Linked DNA regions of Mus musculus: all the other regions are linked to region 5. A link is a contact called in public HiCAR-type and promoter capture Hi-C data. All regions are on one chromosome and are shown on one strand. Each heading gives the region's core, a stretch centred on a gene start, on an enhancer-like site or on the middle of the called end of the contact. The rest is flanking DNA. Distances are from core to core; before and after follow the strand shown.

Region 1 (3,646 bases), core at 832-3,331, 2.0 Mb before region 5:
AGCATCCTTTCCCGTGTACTTCTACTGAGTGGGGGGGGGGGGGGGCTCAGAGGCTAGGGGAAGAGCAAGGTGGTCTGAGCTCAGTGAAGACTGCTCTTCATCAGTATGGAGGGAGGCCTGGGGCGCTACGACCATTATCTCAATACCAGAGATGGGACCGAGCAGGAATGTTGAATGTAGAAGAGCAGCCGAAGCCCACAGATGTATTGGGCGGGAGATTGGATACCTTCCTAAGGCCAAATCAACAGGCATCGTGTAGCTCTTCTCAAACAAGCTATGAGGAAGACCCTCTAAACACCAAGAAAGACAGGGAAAGGAGTTGGGAAAAGAAGCGACTAGACAGCAGGAGGCTGGGGCTCACTTGACTGATTTCCTGTCTCTAATCCTCAGTTTTCCCATCTGTTAAGAGGAGCGTTTACTCTCCCTCCACCTGTCTCACTAGTCACTAGTGATGGGAAGTAGTAAGGACTGGGACTGGGGTAAGAGAAGAGAATTAGCAATTTAAAGTGCAGCAGGCGGGAGATGGAGGTTTTCGAGTGGAGGAAGGCTTTTGGTTCTGCTCAAAAGGTATCTCAGTCTTTTCTCCCTTAGGGAAGTGTGAGTTTCCCAGGGAAAGAGGCAGCAACAAAAAAGCTTCAAGCTTGGAGTGACTCTTAAGGGAACCCTTTCAACCTCCCAAGGACAGAAATCCCCTACAGTCCAACCCGAGTATTGTCCTCTCTAAGCGCCAACCCTCACCAAGTCGCCCTGGTCCCCTGGGGCTCCAATCACCATCAGAGGGACGCTGGCTCCCTCCCCACTTCTCCAAACTGTTTACCAACACACCCACGTGCCAGACAGACACAGCTGGGGGCTACACCGACAGCTTCAGTCAGAAAATGGGGAGGTGATGGGAAGGTTTAAGATCTAATGCCTGATTTCAAACAGCGGTAGATAGAGCTCTGGCCACCCAAGGGGTGCCTCCCTCTTAGCTAGCCCCCGGGTGGTCCTTACCAGAATCGCTGGGGCTCTCGGACCCGGAGCAGGCCTGAGTCTTGGGCTCGCCCAGCTGACATTGGGTGGCGGGCGCCGGGTTACTGGCTTCCAGACTAGGAGTGCCGTCCGGGGTAGCGGGCGCTTTGGGCGGGTTCCCCCGGGGCGCGCCTGGGGCCAGCCTGTCGCTCACCACTCTCTCCAGCCGTTCTCGGGCGGAGAAGCCGCTCCACATGCAGTCACGGCGAATGATGGAAGCATAATTCCTGCCCCAGGCTTTCGAATGGCCCCGAGATTCCGCCTCGTCCCCGGCACCCCCTCCAGGCCACGGCTCCCCGGGATTAATCCCAGAGGCTGGGTCCACGGCGCCGGGACCGGAGCCCCAGGGCGGCGACGTGGGGGGCGACGGCACCAGCTCGAATTTCTTCCAGATGTCCTCGCTGGGCGCCGTGGAGCGGTAGAAATCCTCTCCGCAGTCATAGTCGTAGAAATAGTGCTGATACGAGTCGAAGTCCATGTCCGCTCCCTGCGGGAGGGAAGGGGGAGACGAGCTGACTGCGGTGCCCGCCGAGGGAAGAGGCGGCTCCGAGTCCCTCGCTGCAGCTGGCTGCGGGGCTCTGGTCTCTCCCCAGGCCCACCAGCTTGCAGCCCGCGCCCTGGTCCCTGCTCCTGGGAAGCCTGGCCTGGGGTCAGCTCGCTCAGGGCAGCTCGCAACGGGCCGACCAGGCTGAGGGGAGCGAGTTCAAAGCAAACTTTGCCAGCACCGCCCGGAGCTCAGCTCCGGGGGCACAGCAGGGCCGGGCGGGGGCGCGCTGTCTCGAAGGCAGTCTGCAGCCTTGCAGCCCGCCAGTCCCCTGGGGACCCCTGCCCGGGCCACCCGCAGCCTCACCTCGCTCCCGCCGCCCGCCACCTGGAGCGGAGCGGCTCCCCGCCGGCTCGGGGAAGCCCGGCAGCCCGCACACACACACATGCGCGCCACCGAGCGCGCGGCCCCGCACTCACGAGCGCGCCCCCCGTGCGCGCGCCCCCCGCCTCGCTCGCACACGGCAGCCAGGACGCTCCCGGGATCGACGCGGGAGCGCGATCTGCAGGCGCATTGTTTCCCGACTGCTTTATATCTCGTCGCGTGCCCGGGGCTTGGGGACCAGGAGGGGGGGTGGTCCCTAGGAGACAAGCCCCTCCCCCTCCCGCCCCTCTCTCCGCTGGCGACAGGTGGGGCCGGCCCCACCTCCTGGCTGAACTGGTCGTTTCTATTCTATCCCTTGAAGCTCCCTAATAAATTGTACGCTGGGGAGCGCAGAGCAGAAGAGCTGATGCAGCCCCGCAGTCTCCTGGTGGAGGCGTGACTGTTCGAGAGGCTCCCGCGGTCCAAGCGACTTAACTAAAGCGGCGCTCCGCGCCTACTCAGAGCCAAGGACTAGAGCTGCTCCCTGCCCCACCCTGCTAGTCTACTTCCCGGGGCGCGCCCCACCAGGTTCAGGTGCGTCCCACCCATGACAGAGGAGGTGGTGGTGGTGATGGTGGGGCACACACTGCACCTCCACCGCGCCACCTGGTGGCCCTCGGCCCTGAACCCAGGCTTCTTCAACCCATTGCTTCAGTAACCATTAGCCCATTCTTTAGCTCAGTGGCTTAAACCTTGAATAGCAGTGAAGATTCCGAGCTAGAAAGCCTGCAGTATATATAATCCCTCGGAGCCCCAATTTTACTTGTGAAATGAAGGAATGGTAATGACTTCACAGGATCGCCGGGCTGAATTTGTTTACTAAAAAGATAGAGCACCTTAGGAAAGGACATGAGAGAATTCGAACAACAGCAGCTTTATCCCTGGGGAGGGTAGTGAGACCTCTGTCATCCCCCAGGTCATAGCTGACACTTGACCCTTCCTTCACAGCCCTGCCTCCCAGAATTCATCCTCCACACAAAACTCTCCTAACGGCTGTTTTAGAGATAGGAGTGTAGGGGTGTGGAAACTTCATTCAGGCCCCTGTTTTGTGCTTCCTAGCTGTGGGATCAAAGTGTTTGAAGTTTTGCATGACATCCCTGGCCGAGACGATGGAGATATATATATATTTCCTTTGTGTTATCATAAACAGGCTACCTTCTGAGAAAGGAAAAGACTAACTAATTTAGGTCCAAGGAAGGTAACTTAGGATAGCAGCCAATTCATCTAGAATCCTACACCTGGCATCAAGGTCTGGTGTCTGGTTGTCTGCCATCCTTCTCTTCCTCCTACTCTTTTTGTCTAACTACTCAGAACTACAGGCTGTTGCCATCCTAACAGACTGAAGCCAGAAGGATAAACACGTCCCGTTGTTTTGGGCCAGGGAGGTGTGAGATGACCCACGAGTTGGGTGAGAAGACAGGGGGTGTGTGTGACTCTCCATTTTCCATTTGTTGTGTCTAAGGTGTGTGTAGGACATCCTTGAAAGCAGGAATTGGCTCGCTTTGTAGTCCCTGCACCTAGAATGACTTCTGGCAATATTTACGCACTGGCTTCCTGAGTGACCTAGCCAACCAGATTTTATTGAGACGGCCTGTATGCCCTGCTCTGTGCTGTACTGGGAGGCCCAGAAAAGGCTCCTGATTTGGTTGCAGCCTTGGTGCAGAGGGATTAGACTCCCTTTCAGGGTCTTGTTGTCAGGCATGCAGATGTCTGTGGTGGTTGCTGCAC
Region 2 (3,732 bases), core at 640-3,139, 2.3 Mb before region 5:
TTATACATCCCCAGACCTAACATGTAAGATTTGAGGATGAGAGAGAGAGAGAGAGAGAGAGAGAGAGAGAGAGAGACTGACTCTGCCCTTTTTTAGATAGGGTCTCACTAAGTCAAAAGTTAGCTCTAGCTACTTATAGAGATCTTCCTGCCTCTGCCTTCTGAGTGTTAGGATTAAAGGCATATGTCCCCATGCCTAGCTGTAGCCTCTTAAAAAAAAGTTAGATGTGTGGTGGTGGTACGAGCCTTAATCCCAGCAGTTGAGAGGCAGAGACAAGTGGATCTCTGAGTTCGTGGTCAGCTCAGCCTACAGAGTGAATTCCAGGACAGCCAAGTTACACAGAGAAACCATTGAGGAAAAACCTAGACAAACTAAAACAGTCATTCTATGTATGTGTGCACGTGCCGGGGCATGTACAGGGTGGTCAGAGACAAATAAGGTTTAGTAGAGCAAGAGAGACACCTGCTCCAGAGGCCGGTTCCTTTTCTTTCCATTCGCATCCTCTTCTCTATGTGGAAACAGGCCTAGGCAGGGGAACCGAAGGCTCAGAACTGCATGGTGACAGGGCACTTGGGTAGCATGCACCAGGATCTGGATCCAATCCCTAGCAGTGGATGAAGAAAAAGGAAGAAGGAAGAAGAGGAGGGGGAGGAAGAATGGAAAGAAGAAAGGGAAGGAAAGGAAAAGCTCTAAGGTGAGTTGGTGGCGGTTGTGGGCTGGGTGGCAAGGCCTGGAGACTTAGAGCCTGACACCACTAAGCACTCACCATGAACTACTGCTAAGGCCTTGACATTCTTCCGTTTGATGTCTACACCCGCTATGAAGCTAGCTTCATCATGTATACCCATTTTATAGACCAGAAAACTGAAGCTTATGGAGTCACCGAGCTGATAGGTAGCAAGGATTGTACAAGTTCAGTTTGTTCCACAGGTTAGAAGTTAGATTATTTAACAAAAAAGAAACTGCATTGGCGGCTTGGTGGTTTGGTGGAAGGGGTGCTGAAGATTGGAGTCTAGGCTTTTGCAAGTTGGCTATTATTTCCCTCAGTACCTAAACACAAATCCCAGTATGCTCAAAGCGAAAAGGACACAGCCCCCAGTCCTTTTGTGTACTATGTGAAAACTGTTCCCAAAGAAGAGTGAAATTGGAAAAGTACAGAAGTCTTCATAGTAGACAAACTATGGGCAATGGAATGCGGTATCTACATCTATGAAGGTTTCCTAGGTCTGCAGGAAAACTTCTCAGGGGCGTCCCTGGGGGTAGCCAAACGACAGAATATCCTCCAGCTGAACTGTCCTCCCATCCCAGCTCCCTGAACCATAGTTGGTTCAGGGTGTTATGGTTCAGGGTACTCAGGAATCTGCCGCATTGGTGCTATGGACGCACTGGAGTCGCTGCACACGCCCCCGCATCTTGGCTGACACCTGAGGGCTGCGCACAAACTTGAGTGTGCTGGACTTTCTCACCCCCGGACGGCCCTCGCTCCACCCTGTCTTACCTAAGATCGTTCTCTTGACCCACATCGATGGGTCCATCAGACTCGCCGTCGGAGCCACTGGGCGCCCTGGGCCGCTTCATGCCGAAAGCTGGCTGCGGGGTCCCAGCCCTGCGATCCCTGGAGTTGGTTGTTGGGCCCCGCCTCAGCCCCGCCCCGGCCCGGGAGCCGACGCCGCCCTTTCCCAGGGCCCTTTCCTGCACCGCAGCCCGGGGCGCCCCGGCGCCCCCTCGCCCCCGCGGTGACGCGCCACCGAACCGTGGGAAGGCCCCGGGCGGTCACCGCCCCCATCGGCCGCTGGGAGGTCCGGCTCCGCTCCACCGGCGCTGCCTGGGCTGGCGCTCTGGGTGGCCTTGGGCAGGTGCCCTGGGAGGCCCCACGGGGAAGCCCAGAGAATCCGGATCTGTCCCTAGTTCTGTGCGACAGACTTCGCTTTGCAGTGCCTCAGCTTTTTATAAGGGTCAGACCTGTACCTTCCTGCTCCAGGGCATGCAGGGAGGGCAGATAGGTTTGGAAAGGTTACTGGGGGTGCCTGTGACCCCTTGGAAGTAATTCTTCAGTCACTCCTTCTATAGGGGACCAAAGTTTGTGGTGTGTGTGTGTGTGTGTGTGTGTATTGGGGAAGCTACGTGCACTGTGGGATGCTCAGAACTTCGAAGTCCTTTGGTGAACCCCCAAAGGGGTGGCTGCTGCTTGCCAGCTGAGAAGGCTGGAGGAGGGGAGACAGGGTCATAGAACCCAAAGTGGCATTGAACTTGATGTGTAGCAGAAGATGACCTTGAACTACTGATCCCTGACCCTCCTGCCTCTGCATCCCAAGTGCTGACTTTACAGTGGCCAAGATCTTTGAGCTTCTGACTTGTGGGAGGGAGCACAGGAATGGAGAAGGTAGGTAGGGTGTGGTGGTTGGTGGGGTATCCCTGGGAGTCACCCCAGTTCATTTAATGACAGCTGTCCTGGCAGGCACCAGGGAGAGGAAGAGAGGAAAGGAGCCTTCGGCTTCTCTTTCTGGGGGAGCCTGTCTGACCACAGACAACTATTTAGTCAGTGAGAGTTCCTGTCCTTGTGCCTAGAGATTCAGCTGCCATCCTCCCAGGTCATCGTACGCAGAGAAGTGCAGAGGGAAGCTGAGGGAGGAGAGCAAACTTCTTGCAGGGGCGGCAGGGAGATGGTGGAGGTGGGTGTGGTGGGCAGGGCACCAGAGGAGTCCTCTCCCTTTGTTCTGCTCACTGGGACAGGCACAAAAGAAAGCCAGCTTTTGGTGTAGGGAAGTGGGGTTGGTCACCTGAAGCTGACTACACACACTTTCACCATAGTCAGCTCTGCTTGCAGATACTTCCTGATGGGAAAGAACAGGCCTCTTGCCACTCAGACCCACACGTAACCACTTGGCCAAGCACAGAAACTTATCATGCTCATAGATGACCAGATAGGACTGGCATGAACGGTCGCCATCAGGAAACTCTGCTGGCCACCGCAGCCGCAAGCACCAATTCTCCTGTTCCAAATGCCCTCAGCACTCACATAATTTCTGTGGGCACCTGCCAAAACAGTGAGAACCTCAACCAGTGTGAAGAGTGCCCAATGTGTGCACTAGGCATTTCCTAGAAAGGCAGATACTTGTTTGCTCTATGTGATTGGCTGAGAGAGAAAGGGCTGGCAGATTTGCAGGGGAAGGTAAGGGCTCTGAGGTAGGCATGTTCTCGAGAGACGTCCCAGGTCCTCAAAATACACTGCACAGTTAAATAGGGACTATGGGGTTCGGCAAAGAGATTTAAGTTTGGAAGTCATTAGGTAATGGACGGCCTTTAAAGCTTTGGGAGAGGGCAAATGGATGGAGAGGCGGCGGAGCCTGTTAGTTACTGTTTGGTGAGTGCTTCTCACAGCAGCTGGAAAGGTACCTAAGCCAGTGGTTCTCAGCCTTCTTAGTGCTGTGACCCTTTAATACAAAGCTTCATGCTGTGGTGACCCCCAACCATAAAATTATTTTCATTGCTACTTCATAACTATAATTTTGCTACTGTTATGAATCATAATGTAAATATCTGTGTTTTCTTTTATGGTCTTAGGCAACCCTTGTGAGAAGGTTGTTCAATCCCCAAAGGGTCTCAGCCCACAGGTTGAGAACTGTTATTCTAAGTGTTCTGTAAATTTTAATTCATTTAACCCTCAATTGGCCAAGCGAAAGGAGATGGGTAGTTAGAGCAACTCCGGCAGAAGAAGAAGGAGAGCTGGAA
Region 3 (3,310 bases), core at 404-2,903, 2.1 Mb before region 5:
AGGCACTTCTTTAGAGACTTTCCATGACATTCATTGATTTCTCCCTTCTCAAGAATTCTACCAAATTTAATAGTCTATCACGAAATCCAGCACTTGTAGTCTCTTCTGATCTTCTGAACCCGCCCACCTGAAAATGCTCTATAAGTAGCTCTGTTCACTTATTAGCTCTGTCTTACTCTATGTTTAGCCAGACTAACATTCCCCAATATAAGGAGTTTGGTCTAATGTACATATACACACACACACACAGTCACCATAGTTTTCACTGTTAACATATTTTTTAAACACTTGTAATAAGTGCTTCACATATATTTCATTTAATGATCACAAGGTTGTTTTTTATATTCTTCCTATTTTAGCAAAGGAACAAAGGTATCTTTGTTCATGTAGCAAAAAGTTGGGGGAAAAAAAATCTGGCTGAGATTCAGTTCAAGCTAAACTCTTTATCTCCCTAAGCTGGCACAAAGCAGGCTGCAAACAACTATTTGTTACATTACCTTACCTTTTAGTATAAGCTGATGATCTTATCATGGAAAAATAAATTATGAGGGTAGAAACAATGTCAGGAGCCTTATGAGGTAAAGTGGGGCAAAGAATTAATTACTAATTTTAGGTTACTAACCATGAGTTCTGCGACTGGTTGTATATGTTCGACACCTTTGAACATGCCTAACAGCTGTTGTAATTCTTCTCACATTCACCCAAAATGTCACCTACTCTCTAGCTCAAATGCTCCTACATCCCCGAAAGTCCTCTCGCAAAGAGGACAAAAGGATTAAAAAACAAAAACAAATAAACAAAAAAGCCCTCAGGTTCAGCCAATATTTACCACAATGTCTGACCTTCGAGCTGGCCTCCCTCTCTCCACTGTAACACTCCAATGTCTCACTTATTAAATACTTTAGCCTTGTGATTGTGGGGCAAATGACATTTCCTCCACTTTACAAATATAATATTCAAGTAAAGGGCACTGTTGATCTGAAGTCACGAAGCCAGTGGCTGCCTCTGACTGCTCTAGTGCCCAAGAAGACACTCACAGGTGGCATCTGACTTACCTTGGGCTAGAATTAGAATTATGGCAAAATTTGGGAATAATTAACTTACTGAAATTCACCGGATGTCAACCTTAAACGTTCCACTATCTCTCCTCCATTTATTTGCAATGTGCCACGCACAAGGTCACTTCACCTCCCCAGCCCCCAACATTTTTATCCATAAATGAAACTGTTGGTACTATCTACGAAAGAGTAATGGCCTGAGAAGTTACTTAGCGATCACAGGACACAATGGACACTGTCTGCCATTGGAATGGGTACCTAGCAGGTGTGGGTTCCTTTCATCTGGATCCCCATACGCCTCGAGGTTCACCCACTACAGCCACGCGACAGGGTGTCCCCTAGTCCAGAGGCCCGCACGCGACCTCCAGGGTTCCCAGGCCCCCGGGCCAAGCACGCTGCCATACCTGCATGGAGTCGGCGCTGACGATCTCGCCGCCGAGCCGCTGGCCTAACTGCAGAGCCAGGGTGGACTTGCCAGTCCCAGTAGCCCCGAGAATCACTACAAGTGGCAGTGTTCGCCGCAGGCCTCGGAATCCAGAGCTCACAGGAACTGCTCGTGCAGCAGCCGCAGCCGCCATCTTGAAGGCATCTGAGCATGCGCCGAAGCAGCTGTCCCCATGGCAACAGTCAGTGCGCCGGCGCGGATCTCCGGCTCAGAACGCGGGGAGGGTGGAAAGGAGGAAACTGTGGGACAAAGGTACCAAGCTTAGGAGGCCCATGACGTAACTGCCTTCGACTAGCTGAGATTAGCCCACCGACTTGCTTTCTCAAAGGAGAGATGGCAGCCCATCTAAAATATTTCTGTCTACATTGCGTCCAGGCACCCAATTCTTTTTCCTCATAGCATTAATTCAAGAATAAAACTGTATAACTGGCCTCTGGTTTATTGTCTGAGTTCTACCACAGGCTGTTAATTTCACAAAGACAAGAAGCACATTCTGACTAGTTCATTGCTGAGTCTCCTGTGCCTAGCACAGGCACCCACCAATGATTAAATGGACAGAGAAACGACTTGCCTACCTTAGCGTTGGATTTAATAAGCTCAGAGAGTGTCCGATTCTCAGTCATTCTTCAAAATCAGATCTGTCCAATTCTCAGTCAAGAGCATGGCTCTAATGTTTGAATTCCACACTCATTTAGACACAATCAGAAAGCAGGACAAAGCTCTGCGTTGGCATAAAGCAGTCAAGAGATAGGCTTAAAAGCAAAAGAACAAGCAAGTGAATGACAACCCAAAAATTAGAAGAGGAAGCAGAAGAAAATCAAAGGGTAAAGCAGATACAAGTGAGGGAAAGAAAAATCAGAATCAAGGATGGCCAGACTTCAAGATTCCACACACCACTTTGAGAAATGGCTTTAAGAATCCAGAGAGATGGTTTAACATGTAAAGTTGCTGGCAGCCAGATCTGATGACCTGAGTTCAATCTCCAGGATCCGCATGTGGAAGGAGAGAGCTGATGCTGACCTCTGTACACACACACACACACACACACACACACACACACACACACACACCACACACACTGAAGTTTAAAATTAAGAAAGAATGGTTATGGAACCCGATGAACCTAGATTCAAATTCCAGCTCTCAGACTTATCAGCTGAGAGCTGATTAATTCTCATCAGAATTAATTCCATTAGCAGCATTTTTTTTTCTCTTTGTCTGAAGACTGAACCCAGGCCCCCCCTGGGTGCTGAATATACACTCTAGCACTGAGCTGAGCACACTTCAGACCCTTACTTCACCTCTTAACCTCAGCAATTTTATCTTTCCATTCTTCCAAGGATTGCCATAAGGAAAAGGTGAAATAATGTCTGGAAAGTGCTTGCTTCAAATGCACTGGCACATAACAACCACCATTTGTTAAACAGTTTGTGTTATTATAATTGTACAATCCCATCTGCCTCCCTAAATAAGTAAGAGCAAAAGCCTAAGGGCAGAGAATCTTTCAATAACGTGTAAAGATGCTTAAATACCCCTTCTGCTAACCTCTAGCTAGTTGGGCAGTTTAAGGGGTCTGAGGATGCAGGTTTAGTGGTAGAGCATTTGCTTAGTCAGCATGAGGCTCTGGGTTCAGTCAGCACTTGGGATGGGGGCGGGGGCATAAGTGCTTTTTCTCTGAGACTGCTTCGGTCTAGCTCCTAGGTAAAGCCACGAGTAGTCTGATATGTTTTGTAATGTGGTGGCATGATGCAGCAGGAGGAGGTGCCTCAGCATGGGGCCGCTGAGACCCCCACCCCCAGGTATCAGC
Region 4 (3,277 bases), core at 73-2,572, 2.3 Mb before region 5:
TTGCTTTCCACTGCCCTAAAGCCATCCCAAGTCAGTCAGTTCAGGTTAGAGCCCCCAGTTTTGCAACCTACACTTTCAGGTGTCATTTCAATGCACTGAGTGCCAGACCCACTTCTACCTGAGTGGGGCTAGACACACTAGAATACCCAAGTCCCTTTATTCGGATCCCGAATTACACAAATCTCCTTGGGTTCCAACCCCTGCTCTACCCCACCCCCACCCAGTAGCCCAAGGTCATCAGGTTAGCAAGTGGTGGGAGACTGAAGCCAGGGTCATGACCACATGCCTGGCTCATTTTGCTTCCACCCAAGGCTTCTCAGGCAACATGCTGTTATGTTCCCCGGTCCTGGCAGTTTGGCCTCCGCCTTCAGGATTCCCAAGGTCCCCAGGAATCTCCCGAATGTGTGCACACCGCTACTACTCACCGTCAGCTGGCTGCTGGAAGTTGACGTAGGCATAACCCAGAGAGCGCCGGGTGATCATATCGCGACAGACCCGGATGGACAGCACAGGCCCCGCAGGGCTAAACTTTTCATACAGCATGGCTTCGGTGACGTCCGAGTGCAAATCGCCCACGTATAAGGAGGCCATGGGGTAGCTGCTGGCTGCAGCGTTCATCTCCCCACCCCCCACGACCCCGAGCCCCGCCAGGAGGACTTCTAACAAGGCCTACTGCAGGACAAAAGGGGCTCCGAGGAGCTATGGCACGCGCCGCAGCGCACAGGTGGCACCAGCGACGCCGGAGAAGGCTGGAGCAGGGAGGCTCCGAGCCGGGACCCGTGTGCGGGACGACTTGCACGGGACTGCAAAAGCCCCAAGACAAAAGGCTCTCAAAAACAATATGGCCCGCTCCTGGAGTTTGTACTCTCCAGCTGTCCTGGCTTGAGGCTTAAAAAATAAAAATTAAAGTAGGAAATCCCCTCGTAAAGGGGGCAAAAAATTTTCAAGAGGCAATCAGATGCTGCGCTCACGGCCGCCTTGGGAACACGCGTTTCGTGATAAATATAGGCCCCGGACTCCCGGCGGTTTACAGTTACAGCAGCCCAGGAAGGGGGAAACCAAATCTTTGCGGGTGCCGGCGAAGGGCAGTGCGGACACGTGGTGCGGCCAGCCGGGGCGCGGGGCTGCCACGCGGCGCAGAGGCGTGCAGGGGCGGGCCGGGCCGAGGGGGATGGCTCACCACCGGACGGACAGACAGACGCTGACGGACAGGCAGGCCGGAAGCTGTGAAAGTCACTTCCCCACGGGCTCCCAGCACAAGTCGCTGTCTGGTTCTTTTTCTTCTTTTTTTCCCTTTTGCTTTTTTTTTTCCTCTTCTTTTCTTTTCTTTTTTTTTTTTTTAAGGTTTTTGAGGCTTTTGTGTTTTTTTTAAGCTTTTTCTTTTTTCTGCTTCAGGCGTGCTGAGCCCAAACGCAACACTGATGGCTGCGACCCGGGGCGGAGAGAGGCGGCTGGAGCCGCCACCGCTCCATTTATACCCTCCCGCCCCGGGCGCTGCTGGTCGAAGGGCGCCTCGAGACCTGGGCGCAGTCGTGCCCGCCCACTCTGCCCCGGGGGCCCAAGGCGGGGCAGTCACACCAGAGTGACCTGGAGCCGCCCGCAAGGTGTCACAGCGTCCCCTTGCGTTTGGAGGACCAGCAGCACGCACCTGTATGATTCTCTTTCTGCAGTGTATGGATTGAGTCATGTCCTCCCCAAGACCCACACGCAGGTATAATGTTTAAAACATCCATGAAATGCCCAAATCTACACAAAGGGATGCTAAAGTACAGCTACTAGGTGGCCCAATACATGGTTGAGCTGAATACGTAAGACATACGAAAGTTTTAAGAACATATAACCTTGAGGTTGGATTTTGGAGGTCATTAGAAATGGTGGTGGTATCTTAGGTGATGAGACTGTTTTTGAAAAGATGAACAAATCTTGCCAAAGCTTTTATAAAACAAAACGTGACTGTCCGCTCCTGTTTTGTTCTGGTGGCACGCCTACAGCTTAGTTTGTGCAAAAGGAGAAGAGGAGAAGAAAGGTGTATTTGGGCTCATGGTTCTTGTATAAGGGAGCTATCTCTAGTGATGTCCTTACAAGGCATCTCGTGGCGACTCATGGCACAACACAAAGAGAATGCATCTGTGCATGTGAAACAATGTTTTTGTTACTATGTAAACGCTAGTTAAGAGTTTACGCTTAGATGATGAAGGGTAATCATTGACTTTTTACCCAAATGAAGGTTTCACTGACCATTTGAAGATCATGTTATCTCATGAGACTAAATATGTGGAGTTATAGCAGTATTTCCTTACTCCATAAGTGCCAGGGACCATTTTTTTTTCTATCCTTATATTCACTCAAACCAGAAATTAGCAAAAGCTAGACAGATACTCGTCTACTGGTTGAAGCAAACAATTGAGGAAATATAAGTATTTAATCAATCAATTCATTCCAATAAATGGCTAATCAGAGCTCCCCCCCCAGCAGATGCCATGGTTGCCATGGTTACCATGGTATACAAGTAAGAGTCCCTCCTTACCTCTGAGAATAATTTCTGGTGACTATATTAAATAAAGAAGCCTTGCTAGGTGTAGTGACTCACACCTTTAGTCTCAGCACTTGGGAGACCGATCCCCCCTGAGTATTTGTGACCAACCAAATGGATATTGCAAGTTCCAAGCCAGCCAGGGCTACATAGTGAGACCGGTCTTTTAAAAAAAAAAAAAAAAAAGCCGGGCGTGGTGGCGCACGCCTTTAGTCCCAGCACTCGGGAGGTAGAGGCAGGTGGATTTCTGAGCTCCAGGACAGCCAGGGCTATACAGAGAAACTCTGTCTCGAAAAACCAAAAAAAAAAAAAAAAAAAAAAAAGCCAAAAAACAACAACAACAACAAAACAAACAAAAACAAAAAACCAAAAAACCCCAAAAACCAAAAAAAAAAAGCTGGAAAGTGGTGGTACACACCTTTAATCTCAGCATTTGGGAGGCGGAAGCAGGAGGATTTTAACAATTTTGAAGTCAGCCACAGCTGGGTGGGTGGTGGCTTGTGCCTTTAATCCCAGCACTTGGAAGTCAAAGGCAGGTGGATCTTTGAGGTTGAGGCCAGCCTAGTCTACAGCCAGGGCTACACAGAGAAACCCTGTCTTGAAAAGCCAAAAAAAAAAAAAAAAAGATTTGGGCTTTATGGCTTTATTCCTAAGATATATTTTTCTGCAAATATTCCATAATCTAAAAAAGGGAGGATTCCAAACACTCTAGTCTCAGGCATTTTGCCTGTTTCTTCATTTAGT
Region 5 (3,223 bases), core at 162-2,661:
TCTGAATGACACCTGGTGTCTGTTCCAATCAAGAGTTAGCTAATTAGTTACTTAGTGCAGTAAGACTAACTGCTTAGCAAGACAGAAGTCAGCGGGTCCCTTAGATGGGGACACTGACAAACAGCTCATGAGATAAACTCAGAGCTTTAGTTCTGCCAACTCCAAAGATCTTCCACTCCTCTCAGGGGTGCAATCCCTTTTCCAGGAGCACCAGATGCAACTGTACAGTAGTGTTTAATAAACTCTCTACTGCCAATTTGTCTTTTTTTTTTTTGCAAATTAATTTACAGCCCAAGTGCCACTGTCTTCAACTCAATAGATAGAGATGACTTTGAACGAAGATCACAGCCAACGACACGAAATTTTTTTGCAGTTCATGAATTTTTCCCATGTTGTTTCACTTATCTTCCCCCATCCCAAACACACACAGACACACACACACACACACACACACACACACACACACACACACACACACACATTAAAGAGAACACCCAGCCCTTCGAGGTTCTACTCATGTGGAGAGGGTTTCCTATATCAGTCCCAAGTCCGCTCATTTTTCCCCCTCCCAGTCTCTATGTGCAGTATGAAAGGTCTGTTTTCCAGATAGCTGGGCAAAAGCCGCTTTCAACTTGGATTAACTTTCTGGATGCTGGTTTTCCAATTTTTGCTCTGGTAAGTGTTTACTCTGTCGTCATCTCTTCTGTATCTTCCAGTGGGCTCAGTTTTATTTTCTCAATGCCATATGTTTACTGAACTTTTAAAGAGATAAGTTAAATTGAGGAACTGAGGAAGGCTAACTCAGACACCAGACACTTCCCCTAGCTACAGGCACTCAGGAAACACGCCGTGAGAATATGGGAAGAAAGGGGTTCTACCTTCCAGGACCATGGGAAAATAAATTCCTATTGTTTAAGTCACCGGTGTGAAGTGTTTTTCTTTGGGGGTGGGAGGCAGCCTTAAGCAAACTAATACATGTCTTTAGGGACATTAAAAATACATATCCCGGAATTTTTTTTTTAAGTTTATTGTTTTCTAGGCCCCTGTTGCCTTTTGGATTGTCTATTTTTCTACTTATCGAATTCACCAGAATTAGGAGATTAGGAGAGAGCAGGAACTGCGTGCGATTTAAGGCTGCATCCTGAAGCCTTAAGAATGAAAGAATGACAGAGAAGCGGCTTCTCCAGGAAGACTCGCCGGGCCACGGGGTACAGGAGACCCTCAGCAGGGGCTGCCGGCTTCGCTGGACACCGCCCCTGGGTCTGCCCGGGCGGCTTCCGGCTTCCGGGATCTGGGTCGCGCAGCACCCGGGTGGGCGGAGCCACGGGCAGGGCGCTGACGCGAGCAGCGTGGGGTGGGCGGGTCCCGGGTGGAGGCGCGGGGACACGAACCGGGCTAGAGGGGCGGGGTGAAACGGCGGAGCTCGGGCATCTGAGCCGCAGCCGGCGCCGCAGGTCCTGGGCTGGGACAGAAGGCCGGGCAGGACGCCTGTGCGCGCGGAGCTCCGCTCCCGGGTGCGGCGGGTGAGAAGCGGGAGAGGCCGGTGTCCAGCCCGGAGGCCGACGGTGTCCTGTGTCCCTCGGAAGCCACGCTGCGCACTGGGCGCCGCGGTGTGAGCGTGGAAGGCTGGCGGGAACGGATCCGGAGATCCTCCGGTGAGTAGGCGACTCTGCTGCGGAGCTGCGAGCTCGACCGGGTGGCTGCCTGCGAAGTTCTGCCGATGGGTCGTTCAGCAAGCTTCTGGGATTGCCAGCTCCTTCGGAAGGAACAGCACAAAGTTTGCACTTAGTGACGAGACTTTTTACATAGTCGGGGCTATTTGCACCAACTCCGGTCTTTTTGGACAGGCAGTCTTTCACCTTTCCTCCTCTTCCCCCAGACTTCAAAGAGCAGTCCCCTCCCCGAGAGAGAGCTGCGTTTGGGTATCAGGTCCACTGAATCTGGTCCCAGTGTCCACAACTATTCATATGCTGAATGGGCGATTCAGATGATGGATTCGGGTTGTTTCCAAATTGCTGTTATGGTCAGTTCTGTAGTGGTTCTACTTGCACTTGACATACTATATTTCCTCCTCTCCAGCTCTGTGGGAGCACATAACCCTGCAGTTTTAATTGCATCTGAACCGGGGATTCGTTTCACCAGCTGTGCTGGGCATTTGGAGTGTGTGATGACGACTGTTGCTGCTGGCTTATGACAAAGCGCAGCCCTGTGAATTACTGTTTTATCAACTGAGATATTCAAGCTGAGCTTTCTAATTGTTTTCTAAAATAACTCTAAAACATGATGGCCACTGGGGCCCCGTAAAGGCTTTGGCAGACAGGTCTGATGCCCTGGTAAAAGGAGAGAACCAACTCTCAAAAGTTGGCATGTGACCTCCACCCCCATAAATAAACGCATGTGATTTTTTTTATTTTTAATTTTTTTTAAAGATTTATTTCTTTATTATAAGTACACTGCAGCTGTCTTCAGAAACCCCAGAAGACGGTGTCAGATCTCATTAGGGATGGTTGTGAGCCACCATGTGGTTGCTGGGATTTGAACTCAGGACCTTTGGAAGAGCAGTCAGTGCTCTTAACTGCTGAGCCATCTCTTCAGCCCGTGATTTTTTTTTTAAACTTTAAGATAATGTTTATTGTACAGCTTTAAAATAAAAAGGTCTTAATTGTTAACTTAGTAGACCTAACATTGTCTCAACACTGCATCCCTGTGCAGTAGTTAACATCCACATTTTATAGATGAGGAAACTGAAGGTCAGACTTGAAGTGCCTCAGGTCTCAGCTTTACATACAGGTCAGACATCAAAGAGCCTTCCTTGGCGCCAGCTCCAAATATGTAAGCAGGCAGAAGGGGCATGCAGCTTACAAGGTGGTCAGGTCAGGGCATGTGGACATTTGTACTTTTTTTTTTCCTTTGGTACTGGCGTCTTTGTATCTATGTGTTTAAAGTTGAGGGTTACTTCTGTATCCAGGACACTATTATTTCAGTATTGGTGCCGAATCTTCTAGGCCTTTTTGCAGCTATAAAGACAGTTCTGGACTTCTGGCTGTATGATGGGTTCTCTGGGTCTCTCCTTTCATGCCTTTTGCTCTCTAGGCACACAAAGCAGGTTAGTCCGATGGCTTAGTGGGGAAAGGCACCTGCTGCCAAGTCGTACAGCCTGAGCTCAATCCCTCTGACCCACTTGTTGGAAGAAGAGAATGGACTCCCATAAGTTATCTTGTAC
Region 6 (3,386 bases), core at 55-2,554, 2.8 Mb before region 5:
AATAAATGTGCTAAAATAAACTTAACATGGGTAATGTGCCTAGGGAGGCTTGAATCCCAATATGGCAAAACAAACAGAAAACCAGCAATTTGGTATGCTGTGCTGTCTTATATTTTACAGAAATAAATGTGAAAGTATATGACCTATGTTATGATCTTTAAAGAGTTTGTAGAAACGGAAGAGGACTCAGAGAAAAGCAACCAAAACGAACAGGAGGAGAAGGAAGAAGAGGCGGAGAAGGAGGAGGAAGATTGGAGATAGTATGCCTTTATTGTCTAACCCCAAGTGTGTTGAAGTACTGTGACAGCCATCTTGGCAATTAGAAATGAGTATCTAAAATTTGGACTGTTCTAGAAAAATCTGTTACAGAGATAATGTTAAAGCCAGATTACAGGAATCACAGCCACTAATATACAAATAATTACAGAAAGGCTTTGAATGTGGAGGTGTTGTTCTGATGACTCTATTGATGTATTTGAAAGCACTGGAGTTACTCCCCAGGAAAATTACAACCAGAGTTCCCTAAAGCAGAACCTCCCTGTTTTCTATTCATTTGCTGAATATCAAAAGCATTTTCCAGCCAACAGTACGGCAGAGAATCTCGATTGACCCGAGGAAGAACCAGTCTGAGTTGCCAAGTCGGATGAGGAAGCCAACTGCCAAATCAGCTATCAGGGGAAGTTCCTAACACCCTGGTATCACTTGGTTAGACAGTTTAAGCCAGTGAGTTTTCTGGTAGGATTGTTTTTTGTTTTTTTTTTTTTCCTTTTAATCCTTTTTTGCGTAACACATATCCATTTAGTGATCCGATTAATGGCCGGGTCATCTATCCCCAAAATACATTCATTTGTAACACACCTCCCCTTCCAATTTTGCCCATGATTGCACAGGGTTCGTGGATTAAATAAAGTCTATCCTTAGATAACCCGGTTATGTTTGTGAAGATTTCCTGGGACTCAAGACAAAATCCTTTGATAACCCTTTAGAATCACCTCTTTTATCGGTCACGCGGCCAAGGGAACCCCGGTCTCCCAGGGTCTCTCCCATCCCCCGCCCCCGAGGCCCCTGCCGCGCAGGTGCGAAAGACCTCCCAGGCCACTCCGGCAGAGAGCGTGAAGGGGGGGGCCCTGGGAGGGGCGGGGGCGGGGGTGTTGCTAGGCGACCACGCTCTCCGCCCAGACCGGCCTACTTCTTCCGCAGGGGGCGCCATGGGCCGAGCCCAGGCTCGCGGGCCTCCCGGATCGGCCCTTTTCCGACTTCTTCCCCTCTGCCGGGCGGTGGCGCACGCCCGTGACGTCACAGGAGGCGGGGCCAGCGCGGCTGCCGGGTGCCGGAGGCGCCATTGGAGCCGGCTTGGCTTGGGAGCCGTAGCTGAAGAGTTGGATCCAGGGCAGTCCTTGCTGCCGCGTCTGCGTCTGGTCTCTGGCCCTTCCGCGGGATGGCGTGCGGGGCGACACTGAAGCGGCCCATGGAGTTCGAGGCGGCGCTGCTGAGCCCCGGTTCCCCGAAGCGGCGACGCTGCGCCCCTCTGCCCGGCCCCACTCCGGGCCTCAGGCCCCCGGACGCCGAGCCGCCGCCGCTTCAGATGCAGACGCCGCCGGCGAGCCTCCAGCAGCCTGCCCCACCCGGCAGCGAGCGTCGTCTTCCAACTCCCGGTAACCTGCGCTGCTGCTGCGGACTTGGCAGGAAGCCAGGCCCGGGCGTGGGGGGCGGGGAGGGTGCGGGGGTCGTGGACACCGGCCGAGATCACCTCCGCACCCCATATCGGCCTTGGGAGAAAAAGGAACTGGGGTGCTGCTGGGCCCGGTTGCTTCCGGGGACGAGAGACATCCGGGAAGGGCAGTGACCCCACAGTGTCGGTTTTCGGGTTTCCTGGAGCTGGAGAGTCTGAGGGGTGGGCACCAAAATGAGGTGGGGATACCCCAGACCGCCGAAGGCTCTTGGTGTCCCTGAAGCCCCTCCTGCCTCCGCTTGTGCGGAACCTCCCGGGAGATCCAGTGGGCCATGGAAAATTGGATTCTGCTCACGAACCCAGCCATGAGTGGGGCGGGAGACGGATAGAGGGGAAGGGGCGTGAGCGTATGTAGCGCCGCAAGGTGCTTTTAGGAAGACTTGATTTCTAGAATTCTTTAGGGAGCAGAAGCCATGGAATGCAATTTCAACCAGACTATTTCTTAAGAGACGGACTGACCTTGTTTTATCGTGTGGCTATTGTCTTGTTTCGGGTATGGCTTGAAGTGGGTAGTTGGTTGGCTAGTATTTGAGAATCCTTAAGTATACAGAGATTCTGTACTCAAAATTCAAATATCTAATACAGTGACTCGACTTGAGTAAGGCACTTCGTTTTAGACAAGGCAAAAAGAAGGACTCATGGGGCAGTAAAGATGCCTATCATATTGCAGTAGGAGGAGGGAACGCGCTTCAGCACCCATATTCAGCAAATTAGAGGGATCCCAGAAATAATCCCTCAAAAGTGGATTTGGCCAAGTTGTTTCTTTGTTTTCTTCTTATTGTTGTTCCTCAAGCATTAGGAAAACCTGCAGTCCCTTTAAATCATTTTTCCCCCTTACATCTTGCAGTCTCTAGTGCCTCTAGTTTTCATTTCCTCCTTCCTGTGCTTAGCCCCTCAAGGATACTGCTGCCACCAGCAGTCCTCTCGAGCTTTACCTGTGTTCACGTCGTCGTATCATCCATTTCCTTTAACTGTGGCTCTGCTCTTTCCACTAGACCTGCTTTCTCCATCTTTTCCTTGAGGTTGTTAATCTGAATAGTCTTTCACTTTGCTGTTTTGTGACAGTGTCTCACTCTCTAGACTGGCCTGGAACCCACAGTGTGGTCCAGGCCTGTCTTGAACTCAGCAGCCCTCCTGCCCCAGCCTCACAAGTGACTGGAATTACAGACTTGTAACCCATCACGGCTGATTCCAAGAATCATTTCTAAATAGAGTCTTGCATCCATTACCTAGTCTGACCCACAATGCAATCTTTTCAATTTAAATTCCCTGGTGACTTAATGTTATATATAGCCTCACCCACAGAATGACTGAACAGTTGGAAGATTTTTTTTTTTTTTTTTTGCTTGTTTGTTTTTATGAAGGGCCCCAAAAGCAGGGGCAGGCAAGGCTGAGGCAGGAAGATCAAGTGAACCTAAAAATTCTACACCAGCCAGAGCCTCATAGGAAGACCCCCATTTCAAAAAGGCAGAGGCATAAATGTCTGTTGAAACAAAAATTTTATTTCCTCAGTACTTAATTTTCTATACCATTTGTGTAGTGGTCCAGCTGAGCACAGTTGTTTAGTGATCATTTTAAAATGTGTTCAGAGACTGAGTATGGCAGAGTCCTGTAATGAGGTCGTCTTTGTTGTTGGGCATGCTGACTCTGAAAA
Region 7 (3,531 bases), core at 634-3,133, 2.1 Mb before region 5:
AGTGCTGGGACTAAGAGTGCATCACTATGTCCAGTGGTTGACTCTTTCTAAATTTTGTCCTATTTTTTTACTCTAACTTTGTTGTTTTCATCAGGATCCCCTGGTGCCCTCCTGGTGCAGCTTCAGCTACCCAGGTGAGTGGGAGCTCATCACCCCGTGGTACAGCAGCCACACACAGCACTGCCATGAGGCAGCCCAGTAGTTTACACTGAACTGTGTGGTACGGTTGGACTGTACAAACATTTCATTATGGAAAAGTTACATTCTTCCATAAACTTCTGAGAATGACTCAGGAGGAACTCTCGTCACAACTAGGACCGTCTGCCCTATCTGTTCACTGCTGCTGCCTCTCGGCCTCTAATGACCATGGCTCTCTCTTACCTTGCTAAGACTTGTTTACCAAGGACTGGTCAGTAAACCAATGTTTTACTGTTTGAATCTCTGTGAGCACCCTGCTGGGAACTGAACACACATTCTTGTGACTATCAAACAAGTGTTTTACTACTGAGCCACACTCTCAGTCCCACAACTCTGCTTAATATTACTCTATTGAATTCTTAATCAGCACTTTGAGATAAATACTATTACTATCAATTCTATTTTACTGAAGAGTTGGAATACAGAGTGGCAAACTAATTGGCCTTAAGAATTCACAGAGCAGGCAGAGAGCTGGCTCAGCAGTTAAGAGCACTGACTGCTTTTCCAGAGGTCCTGAGTTCAAATCCCAGCAACCACATGGTGGCTCACAACCACCTATAATGGGATCTGATGCCCTCTTCTGGTGTGTCTGAAGACAGCTACAGTGGACTCATAAATAAAATGAACAAATCTTTAAAAAAAAAGAACTAACAAAATTAGGAGACAGTGAGCAAGCATCGTAAGGTAAAACGACGTCTTCAAGACTGGGCCATTCACCACTGGGTGCTCACTGGATGCCTTTCTGGGTGAAACAGTCCCCAGCACAGGGCATCAGGATACTTTAGCAACAAATGCTATCAGGTTAGCTAGCCAGTTGCCACACCCATTTCTCAGGCCTAATGAGAGATCCTACCAGCAGCCAACCATGAGGTCCGACAGGAAACCTCCCTCCCTCTGTCCTTTCAACCTTCTCAGCAGCAGTCTCTCTTTAGTCTGCACATTTCATCCTACCCTACGCTGGTTATCTGAGAACCAGTATTCTCCTTCCCTTCTTTCCTGAATCACTAAGGAAGCACTACATGGGGTCTAAGGCAAGGTGTGGTGGCTGACACAGTAAACTTGGGAGCTCACACTAGTGCTCAGTGTCAGCCACCAGTGGTTCGAAGCACTTGACACATAAAACCCTAGTATTCTCCGTTTTGTCTCAGACAGACTCTGGACCGAAGCATTTACCTGCCTGGTCAGCATGGAGCCAGAGGATGCATGGGTTAGGGAACCTGAGAGGGCCTCCAAGAGGACCACCGCCTTCCTCTGCGTGCTGACGATGAAGGAATTCACTGTGAGAGATTCCTGTTTCTTCAAACACTTGCAAGCTCCTACGTTGTTTAAAAAAGGGGGTGGAGTGGGGAACCCATTAGGAATATTCATTCTCAACTAGAATAAAGAGAAAGACTGTCTCGAAGAAAGCTTCATTTTTCAACTTCATGCATAAATTCCCAAAGCACGAAGCTCCGGCTTTACTCTAATCCCAGAGCTATTCAGAAAGGCACCTAAACTCTGGGTGAGAAATAACACTGTTCTTTTAAAAACACATTCTAGAATTAGTTAAAGGAGTTCAGAAATAACAGGTTTCTTCTGTACAAACAGAAGGAGACTTACTTTCAAGTGAGCAGTACAAGCTTGTTTGGGACACTCTGTACAAGCCAACAAGTCTGGTCTCGCTGGAGTGCCTTTCCCACAGTGCCAAGCATGCTGCACATCCAGCTCGGCCACTTTCTCTTTAGCTATGGCTCGCAGTAATCAAGAACACTGGCTAATCCACTACACTCTCCTGGAACAGAGGCTATCAAAGAGTGAGCCCACACACTCATAATTAAGCTGCTGTCCATGTCTGTGTGCAGTCTGCTGTATTACAGCAGCAGGTAACTGAGCTCCCAAAGCCACAGTCTCACTTGGATGGCTGCAACTTATCAGCTGGAAGGCAACCTTTCCCTTCCTGACCTACTTTTGTTTCCTGAAAACCCAACACTAGAGGGAAACCCCTTTTTGTTCAATAACCATGGTCACTCAAAGAACATCTATAAGAAAAAAAACCTAACAGTACCTCACCTACTTATGGAAAGAAGTCTACAGACTCCACCCAAAAGAGCTATGATAAAAGTTCTCCATCTTTCTGACAGGATAGACCCTAGAGTTCTTGCTTGGAACTTAGTGATTCTTCTTAAGGCACAGTTCTCAAGCAGCATAAAAAATAAAAATATGAACCAGGTGGTGGTGGCGCACGCCTTTAACCCCAGCACTTGAGAGGCAGAGGCAGGTGGATCTGAGTACAAGGCCTGGTTTACAGAATAAGTTCCAGGACAGCCAGAGAAACCCAGTCTCAAAAAACTAAAGAGAAAGAAAGATCTGATCAGGAAAGCAGAGAAAACTAAAGACAGACTCTAAAAATAAATAAATAAATAAATAAATAAATAAATAAATAAATAAATCACAGCATGCAGAACTGTCAATGGAGTGTTCACTACAATGTTCCTGAGCTTAAAAAAAAAAAAAAAGGAAAGGTTTGGATTGAAATAAAATGTGTCGAGTTGGGCATGGAGATAAATGCCAGATTCCAAACACTGCTGATACAGAAAAGAGAAGACTAGGAATTCAGGGCCGCCCTCAGCTAAGGCAGTCAGGACTACATGAGATCTTGACTCAACAACAGGAAAAAAAAAAAAAGTATGCCTAAGTACAAACTGCATTTCCCTAGAACATCCTTCTCACCAGGGTGACAGCACCTTCGTGAGGTGAAGGTCAGAACGTAGCCCTCCAAGGAAACCTCTGTGTGGAAAACCTTTCTCCTTTAATGTAAAGTTTCATTGGAAGAGATCACAGTGGGGTGGGGACACTCTTAAATGGCTCTTCTAAGGTGGAATAATGGAAAAGTATTAAGAAACACTGGTCTTAGCAAATCTTTAGAGAAGAACACTTTCTAAGCCCCGACACCACTGTTACCATAGCAAGTGATGTGTGTAGCTAGCACCCACTAAATCCTTCCTTAGATGGTCTCCTGTGCCAGCCACGGGAGCCACTCCCAACGCTGCAGAGAAACAAAGCAACACAGGAAGCTTCAATTCTGAAACCCTCTGAGAAAGCATGTGAGGAGTTTATTCACCACCTCTCTTCCCTGCTACAAAGTTTCCATGTGCAAAGGTGAGCTGACTTGTAAGACAGCGTATAAACACCACCTCCCACTGGGAAAGCTACTGGGCCACAACCCAGCATTGCACAATCAAATTATGAAACTCAAGTCACAATGTAAAAGGATTGCATGCCAGAAAAATTTTATATGAAAACTGTTATACAAGCAAAGATCAAATAGAAAATGAAGCAAGATTACATAGGCCC

Evidence for each region. Promoter capture Hi-C pulls out the DNA fragments that hold promoters and counts their contacts. HiCAR-type assays count read pairs that join an accessible place to other places. Capture Hi-C pulls out chosen DNA fragments and counts their contacts.
Region 1: a contact with region 5 is called in a promoter capture Hi-C map of adipose tissue, with 3 times the contacts expected there. The contact joins the promoter of Mycl here to the promoter of Zfp69 in region 5. A contact is called at or near these places in 5 of 39 promoter capture datasets (cranial neural crest, hippocampal neurons, liver and 2 more), 5 of 115 datasets of contacts at active chromatin or transcription factors (astrocytes, embryonic stem cells, epiblast stem cells and 2 more) and 2 of 9 other capture datasets (adipose tissue and liver).
Region 2: a contact with region 5 is called in a promoter capture Hi-C map of pre-B cells. The contact joins the promoter of Heyl here to the promoter of Zfp69 in region 5. A contact is called at or near these places in 5 of 39 promoter capture datasets (cranial neural crest, frontonasal cranial neural crest, hippocampal neurons and 2 more) and 1 of 115 datasets of contacts at active chromatin or transcription factors (large pre-B cells).
Region 3: a contact with region 5 is called in a promoter capture Hi-C map of pre-B cells, with 5 times the contacts expected there. The contact joins the promoter of Trit1 here to the promoter of Zfp69 in region 5. A contact is called at or near these places in 7 of 39 promoter capture datasets (cranial neural crest, embryonic stem cells, frontonasal cranial neural crest and 4 more), 8 of 115 datasets of contacts at active chromatin or transcription factors (embryonic stem cells, epiblast stem cells, forebrain and 3 more) and 1 of 9 other capture datasets (liver).
Region 4: a HiCAR-type map of astrocytes shows a contact between it and region 5, with 3 times the contacts expected there. The contact joins the promoter of Pabpc4 here to the promoter of Zfp69 in region 5. A contact is called at or near these places in 2 of 39 promoter capture datasets (cranial neural crest and pre-B cells) and 2 of 115 datasets of contacts at active chromatin or transcription factors (astrocytes and large pre-B cells).
Region 6: a contact with region 5 is called in a promoter capture Hi-C map of pre-B cells, with 3 times the contacts expected there. The contact joins the promoter of Akirin1 here to the promoter of Zfp69 in region 5.
Region 7: a contact with region 5 is called in a promoter capture Hi-C map of liver, with 4 times the contacts expected there. The contact joins the enhancer-like site here to the promoter of Zfp69 in region 5. A contact is called at or near these places in 7 of 39 promoter capture datasets (the C10 cell line, cranial neural crest, frontonasal cranial neural crest and 4 more) and 1 of 9 other capture datasets (embryonic stem cells).

Annotation. Positions count from the first base shown.
Region 1 is chr4:122,994,366-122,998,011 of GRCm38.p6, reverse strand. It overlaps Mycl (v-myc avian myelocytomatosis viral oncogene lung carcinoma derived), which reads right to left and starts at 2,081. Exons shown (of 3, transcript NM_001303121.1): 1 at 1,862-2,081; 2 at 994-1,498. The coding sequence starts at 1,942.
Region 2 is chr4:123,231,713-123,235,444 of GRCm38.p6, reverse strand. It overlaps Heyl (hairy/enhancer-of-split related with YRPW motif-like), which reads right to left and starts at 1,889. Exons shown (of 5, transcript NM_013905.3): 1 at 1,499-1,889. The coding sequence starts at 1,578.
Region 3 is chr4:123,014,936-123,018,245 of GRCm38.p6, reverse strand. It overlaps Trit1 (tRNA isopentenyltransferase 1), which reads right to left and starts at 1,653. Exons shown (of 11, transcript NM_025873.3): 1 at 1,463-1,653. The coding sequence starts at 1,636.
Region 4 is chr4:123,280,956-123,284,232 of GRCm38.p6, reverse strand. It overlaps Pabpc4 (poly(A) binding protein, cytoplasmic 4), which reads right to left and starts at 1,322. Exons shown (of 15, transcript NM_130881.3): 1 at 426-1,322. The coding sequence starts at 618.
Region 5 is chr4:120,949,876-120,953,098 of GRCm38.p6, reverse strand. It overlaps Zfp69 (zinc finger protein 69), which reads left to right and starts at 1,411. Exons shown (of 6, transcript NM_001384119.1): 1 at 1,411-1,655.
Region 6 is chr4:123,748,217-123,751,602 of GRCm38.p6, reverse strand. Akirin1 (akirin 1) reads left to right here and starts at 1,304. Exons shown (of 5, transcript NM_023423.3): 1 at 1,304-1,655. The coding sequence starts at 1,439.
Region 7 is chr4:123,044,858-123,048,388 of GRCm38.p6, reverse strand. Trit1 (tRNA isopentenyltransferase 1) reads right to left here. Exons shown (of 11, transcript NM_025873.3): 5 at 1,372-1,514. Among named protein-coding and RNA genes, the nearest start is that of Trit1, 30 kb to the right of the region's middle. Within about 2 kb of position 1,883, at least 43 of the 459 cell types and tissues checked have an H3K27ac peak or open chromatin away from gene starts, as enhancers often do. A contact at or near this core is called in liver, where this site is marked.